2 separate regions of the Sus scrofa genome follow, and region 1 is linked to region 2. A link is a contact called in public Hi-C data. All regions are on one chromosome and are shown on one strand. The core of a region is the stretch at or near the end of the contact, and the rest is flanking DNA. Distances in the headings are between cores, read along the strand shown. Region 1 overlaps LOC106510640 (a long non-coding RNA gene). Region 2 overlaps YTHDF2 (YTH domain-containing family protein 2).

Region 1 (2,700 bases), core at 20-2,519, 82 kb before region 2:
TAAGAGCAGAAGTGACAGCCCAGGGTCACACAGCTCAAAAGTAATAGAAGGCATGAAGGTTACAGGCAGAGGGTAGTCTTTTTCCCTAGGTTGAGCGCCCAGTTTGCCTGGGGCCTGTGGGGGACTGATAAGCTGGGGGAGGGGGCAGGGAAACCAACCTGTTTGTGCCTCCCTCTCCTCCTCTGAGTTGCATGGGCCTCCAGCCAAGTCCTTATCCTGCCAGAGCCTGGGCACTGCCCTCAGCTGATGGGGTGATTGGGTTTTGAGTGATAAAGAGGCCAGGAGACAGGCTAGGGGGTTGGGGGGAGGGGGCAGAGCTAATACAGGGAGCATCTGACCAGTCCCCTGCTAAGTCTAGGAGGAGAAGGCTGTCATAAGACCAGGCAAGTGGGAAGCTCAGGCCTGAGATGGGGCGTATGGCTGGAATCTGTTGCAGCTTTGAATCCTGACTCTACTTGGGCAAACGTATGACCTGGCCAGTCATATTTCTCTCCTAGGCTCTCTCCTCATCAGTCCAATGAGGCGCCCCTCCTGCCTGCCTCTCCAGGACATCATGACTCCGGGATATTAGATGGGAAAGCCCTTTGTACACTGCAAGCTGTTCTCCATACATAATGGACGTTTCTGTTGTGATTCACAGCCTCCTACAATGAAGGGCCTAAAGCAACTGAATACCCAGAGACCAGAGAGAGAAAAGGATCGCATCTGAGGGATTAGGGAAGATGGCCTTTAGAAGGTGACCTTCCAGCTAGACTTTTAATTTTTTTTTTTTTTTTTTTTTGTCTTTTTTGTTGTTGTTGCTATTTCTTGGGCCGCTCCCGCGGCATATGGAGGTTCCCAGGCTAGGGGTCTAATCGGAGCTGTAGCCACCGGCCTACGCCAGAGCCACAGCAACGTTGGATCCGAGCCGCGTCTGCAACCTACACCACAGCTCATGGCAACGCCGGATCGTTAACCCACTGAGCAAGGGCAGGGCCCGAACCCGCAACCTCATGGTTCCTAGTCGGATTCGTTAACCACTGCGCCACGACGGAAACTCCCCCCAGCTAGACTTTTAAGGATGAATTTACTACATGGACATGGAAGAGGGCCTTCCAGGTGGAGGGACAGCCTGCACAAAGGCCTGGAAGTAGGGGAGTGAAGGTGTGCTCTGGGAACAGAAAATGGTCTGGTATATTTGGGGCACAGAGTGAATCGTGTGACCAAATAGTGGAAGGCCTTGAATGCCAGGTTTCAACCAGGGCATGTGGTGGGGGAGACGGGAGATACCGACATTCAGGGACAGCCAGGGAGTCTTTGAGGCAAGAGACAGCCAAGTGCTGGCTGGAGGGTGGCAGTCACTTGGGGGCATCTGAGGCAGAGACAGAATTGGTGAGCAGTGGTTCAGGGACACCTTCCAGGGAGGGTCCATTTGATCCTGGAACACATCCCCAGGATGACATCAGCCTGGGCAAGAGGTTGCAGAGTCCCCTCCAAGGGAGAGATGGGGGTTGGCAGGAATGGAAAAAAAGCTGAATCAGATGCCCTAGTTCAGGGAGAGACACATGCATTGGCACAGGGGGTGCCCACCAATAAACATGGAAGGTCTCTGAAACTTCCTGCTGCCCAGGAGGGCCTCTGGCTTGTCAATGTGTGGGAAGGGGCCCAATCCCACCAGGTGAGCCCCTTCCCAGGGAAGGTGCCATCTCTAGGAGCCCTTGCTTAAATAGCAGTGGTTGCCTATGATTGGCTTATTATTACATCTGCCAGGTACTTCACTAACCTCTTCCCAGAATAGAGATCCCATTATTTCATGGACCACAGTGAAAGATCTACAGAGCCAATCACTGGGAAGGCCAGGACTTGAAGGCAGCATTCCCTGTTTCCTGAGAGGGCAGGAAACAGATGATGGAGGTGTTTGGGGAGAAGGCTAAGATTCTGGCTATTTGGAGCAGGGAAATCTGGGAGGAACAGGCACCAGAGAAGGAAAGACGGTGTCTGCCGCCACCTCGCGGTTGAAGAGCCGGTGGGTTGGAGGCGCAGAACCCTGCCCCCAGGCTGCTTAAAGGAAGCTGTGCCAGGGGCCCAGCCCAGGATGGGAGCTGCTTTGGGTGCATGGGGGTCAGCTTCGCAGCAGGGTTTGTGGTGAAAGGTGGACATTCGAGTGAGACTAGATTGCAACTCCAGCTCACCAGGACTCATGAGGCCCCAGGCAAATCTCTTACCCATGTTTCTCAGGTCCTCGCAATGCCTTTCAGAGGATTAAGAGAGATCAGCTTCCCTCCTATAAAGACCCCTCACAGCCTTTACTCATTTTTGCAGTTGGGAAAACTCAAGACCTAGTGGGCAGATTTAGGATTGCGGGACCCAAAGCTTAGTTGGGGGGCTTCTTTTCAAAAAAAGAAGGCAAAGTTAAGGATACAAAATAACAAGAGCTCCCACTATGGCGCAAAGGGATTGGTGGCATCTTGGGAGCGCTGGGACTCGGGTTTGATCTCCAGCCCGACATAGTGGGGTAGGGATCCGGGTTGCTGCAGCCTCAGCTTAGGTCCAGATTTCAGCTGGGATCTGATCCCTGGCCTGGGAGCTCCATATGCTTCAGGGCAGCCCAAAATGAAAAAATCCGGAGTTCCTCTGTGGCTCAGTGGGTTAAAGACCCAGCATTGTCACTGCTACAGCTTGGCTTGCTGCTGTAGCATGTGTTCAATTCTTAGCCCAGGA
Region 2 (2,942 bases), core at 342-2,841:
ATACTGGTGAGCAAGACAGACAGTTCCTGACCTCAAAAAATTTAGAATCCAAGGAAGAAGACAATCTCAGAACTGGAGTGTGGTAGGTTTTGTGATCCCGAATGTTCTGAGGCCTCAGGAAAGGGGGCTGCTTTGCTTGTCCCTCAGGCTGCCATCTGCAGAGGCTGTGATGGGGCATGGTCCAAGCAGGACATTGTCCTCTTGTGTCCTCTTGGGCTCTCACTTGATAAGTGCATCTGTGCCAGGCAAATCAGTCACATTTCACCTGCCATACTCTCCCCGTCACATTTTTTTTAAGCTTATCGATAACCACAAAGGAAAAGCGTCCACCACACTGCAAAACAATTCGGTGTCTCTTTGGTTCCCTCTAAATGGCTGGTTCTAGAACCTGTGTTTCTTTTATTCTTTGAAGGCCTAAGATTAGAATCCAGTGTTAGAACAGGAAGAGACCTTCATTCTTTCATCCATTCATCCTGTAATTACTTACTGAGCCCTATTAAGTGCCAGGCATTGTGTTAAGTGCTGAGGACATAATAGGGAATGAAGGAGTTCCCGTCGTGGCACAGTGGTTAACGAATCCGACTAGGAACCATGAGGTTGCGGGTTCGGTCCCTGCCCTTGCTCAGTGGGTTAACGATCCAGCGTTGCCGTGAGCTGTGGTGTAGGTTGCAGTCGCGGCTCGGATCCCGAGTTGCTGTGGCTCTGGCGTAGGCCGGTGGCTGCAGCTCTGATTAGACCCCTAGCCTGGGAACCTCCATATGCTGCGGGAGCGGCCCAAGAAATAGCAACAACAACAAAAATAATAATAATAATAATAGGGAATGAAAAAAGACATGGTACACACTGTCAGAATGTTTATGTTCTCTTTGGGGAGGTAGGAAAACAAAGCAAGTTACACAATTTTTAAATATTTACTTATTTATTTTTCATAGGTGGTACACTATATGATTCAAAATACAAAAAGGTGCACAGTGAAAAGCCCCCCACTCCTGCCCCTAGCCACCTAGTCCTCCTCATAAAGGCCAGCAATGTTATCAGTTTCTTCTGTGCCCATCCAGAGATAACATATGCATATACAAGCAAATATATTCTTCCCCCTCTATTATACAAATGGTGGTATTCTATACACTCTGGACTTCACCTTGGGATTTTTTTTTTCACTGAACAATATCTTAAATTGTTCTATATCAATACATAGATTTCTTTTTACAGTTGTATGGTATTCCATTTTGTGACTATTGCATGACTTAATGTTACATTGTGGTAAATGTCTCTATGGGAACAAAAAAATAAGTAGGGAGCTGAATTTTAAACTAATGAGGAAGAACTGGCTTTAGAAAAAGTGATCAGGAAAGGGAGCTTACACTCAGGAAAAGACCTTGAAGCTGAGTCCTAAAAAAATGAGAGGGAATCCACCAGGAGGACACAAGGAGGAAGAACTTGTAAGCAAAACAAAGGATTGCTTAGGCAGGAATGAGCTTGGCAAATCTGAGGGGCTGGACACCACTGTGGCTGGAACCAGATGAGGGAGGGAGCCCAGAGCCAGATGGTGAGAGGCCCTGCAGGCCACGGTGGGGAGCACAGGGGTGATTCTCAGCACAGTGGGAAGCTGCTGGAGGGTTTCAGAGAGAAACAGGCATGCTCTGAGTTACACCTTAGGCAGCTATGTGGAAGCTGGATTAAAGACAAGAGTGAAAGGAGGTAAGGAGGCTGATGCAATGGCCTGGCAGGAAGTGAATAGAGCACGGAGAGGAGGTAGCGCAGCAGGGATGAGAAACATTGACAGCATTGGGATTTATTTTGGAAGCAGAGTTGACAGGATTGGAGTGTTAACCTCATGGATCATTTAGTCCCAGTTCCCTCACTTCCCAGGCTGACCAAGACTGAGGACTTGCTTGCCACAGGTCACAGAGCTCCTGAGTAATAGATCGAGGCCTAGAATCCAAGGTTTCTAACTCCCAGGTCAGTGTTCTATCACTCTAGGAAAGCAGGAGTTGGAAATGGAGAATACAAACTGTATTTTAAAATTCTGCTAACCAGTAATTACCGATCCATTTGATTCTTAAAAGTTGTGTAATGGCTTTTTATCAGCTTTCTTGACTCCCCACTTCAAAGTAGAAAGAGACAGATCTTTGGGAATGGAATCTCAGGTCCACCTCTGCCTACGGGAAGCCCAGAGCAAGGGAGACAGGTGGTGTGGGAGGTGGGATAGCGAGTGCAAATAAGAGTCAGGGGAGACCTCACTGATAAGGTGATACCTGCTGGAAAAGGTAACTGGGCCTTGTAGATATGAGGGAAGTGTACTCCAGATGGAAGACCCAGCTAGCGTGAAGACCCTCTGAAAGGAACCTGGCATTTTGAAGGGTAGAAGGGAGGACAAGGTGGGTGGAGTAGATAAGAACAGTGGAGATGTAAGCAGGGAAAACAGTGAGGTGACAGTGGAAATGGGAGATCAGAAGACAAGAATTTGTGAGCCATCAAAGTCTTTGGCTTTTACTCTCAGATGGGAGCCAGGAGAAAGTCTGAGAAATGACAGGATCTGATGTACATTTTCACAGGATCCCTCTGTTACTGTGTGGAGGACAGACTGTAGGAAGCAAAGTGCAAGTAGAAACCAGCTAAGAGATTATGCCATCATCCAGGTGAGAGTTGGTGACTTGGCCGTAGATATGGCAAGAACTGGTCAACCAGTAAATACGATATAGGATGTGAGAAATATTACTCTCAGGATTTGGCCTGAGAAATGGGAGAGATGAATTCATTATAAGTGATGGGGCAGATGAGGAAGAGGTTTAGGTTTGCAAGTGTTGGGTTTGTGATGTTGGCGAGACATCGGTGGAGAGGTTGAGCTAGCGACTGAACATACCAGAGATCAGGAGATAGACCTGGACCGATTCTACATTTGGGAGTTGTTGGCACAAGGATGGTGTTTAAAGCCATAG

The links. Hi-C and Micro-C count contacts between places; a contact is called where the count stands out from the background.
Region 1: a Hi-C map of omental adipose tissue shows a contact between it and region 2, with 2.7 times the contacts expected there. The contact joins two enhancer-like sites. A contact is called at or near these places in 2 of 5 promoter capture datasets (liver and skeletal muscle), 30 of 47 Hi-C or Micro-C datasets (adipocytes, adipose tissue, alveolar macrophages and 17 more) and 2 of 2 datasets of contacts at active chromatin or transcription factors (alveolar macrophages and skeletal muscle).

Annotation. Positions count from the first base shown.
Region 1 is chr6:85,837,065-85,839,764 of Sscrofa11.1, reverse strand. It overlaps LOC106510640 (a long non-coding RNA gene), which reads left to right. Exons shown (of 3, transcript XR_001309282.2): 2 at 641-736. Among named protein-coding and RNA genes, the nearest start is that of EPB41, 4.1 kb to the left of the region's middle. Within about 2 kb of position 1,269, at least 2 of the 83 cell types and tissues checked have an H3K27ac peak or open chromatin away from gene starts, as enhancers often do. A contact at or near this core is called in omental adipose tissue, where this site is marked.
Region 2 is chr6:85,754,725-85,757,666 of Sscrofa11.1, reverse strand. YTHDF2 (YTH domain-containing family protein 2) reads right to left here. Exons shown (of 7, transcript XM_005665152.3): 7 at 917-2,942. Among named protein-coding and RNA genes, the nearest start is that of OPRD1, 19 kb to the left of the region's middle. Within about 2 kb of position 1,591, at least 2 of the 83 cell types and tissues checked have an H3K27ac peak or open chromatin away from gene starts, as enhancers often do. A contact at or near this core is called in omental adipose tissue, where this site is marked.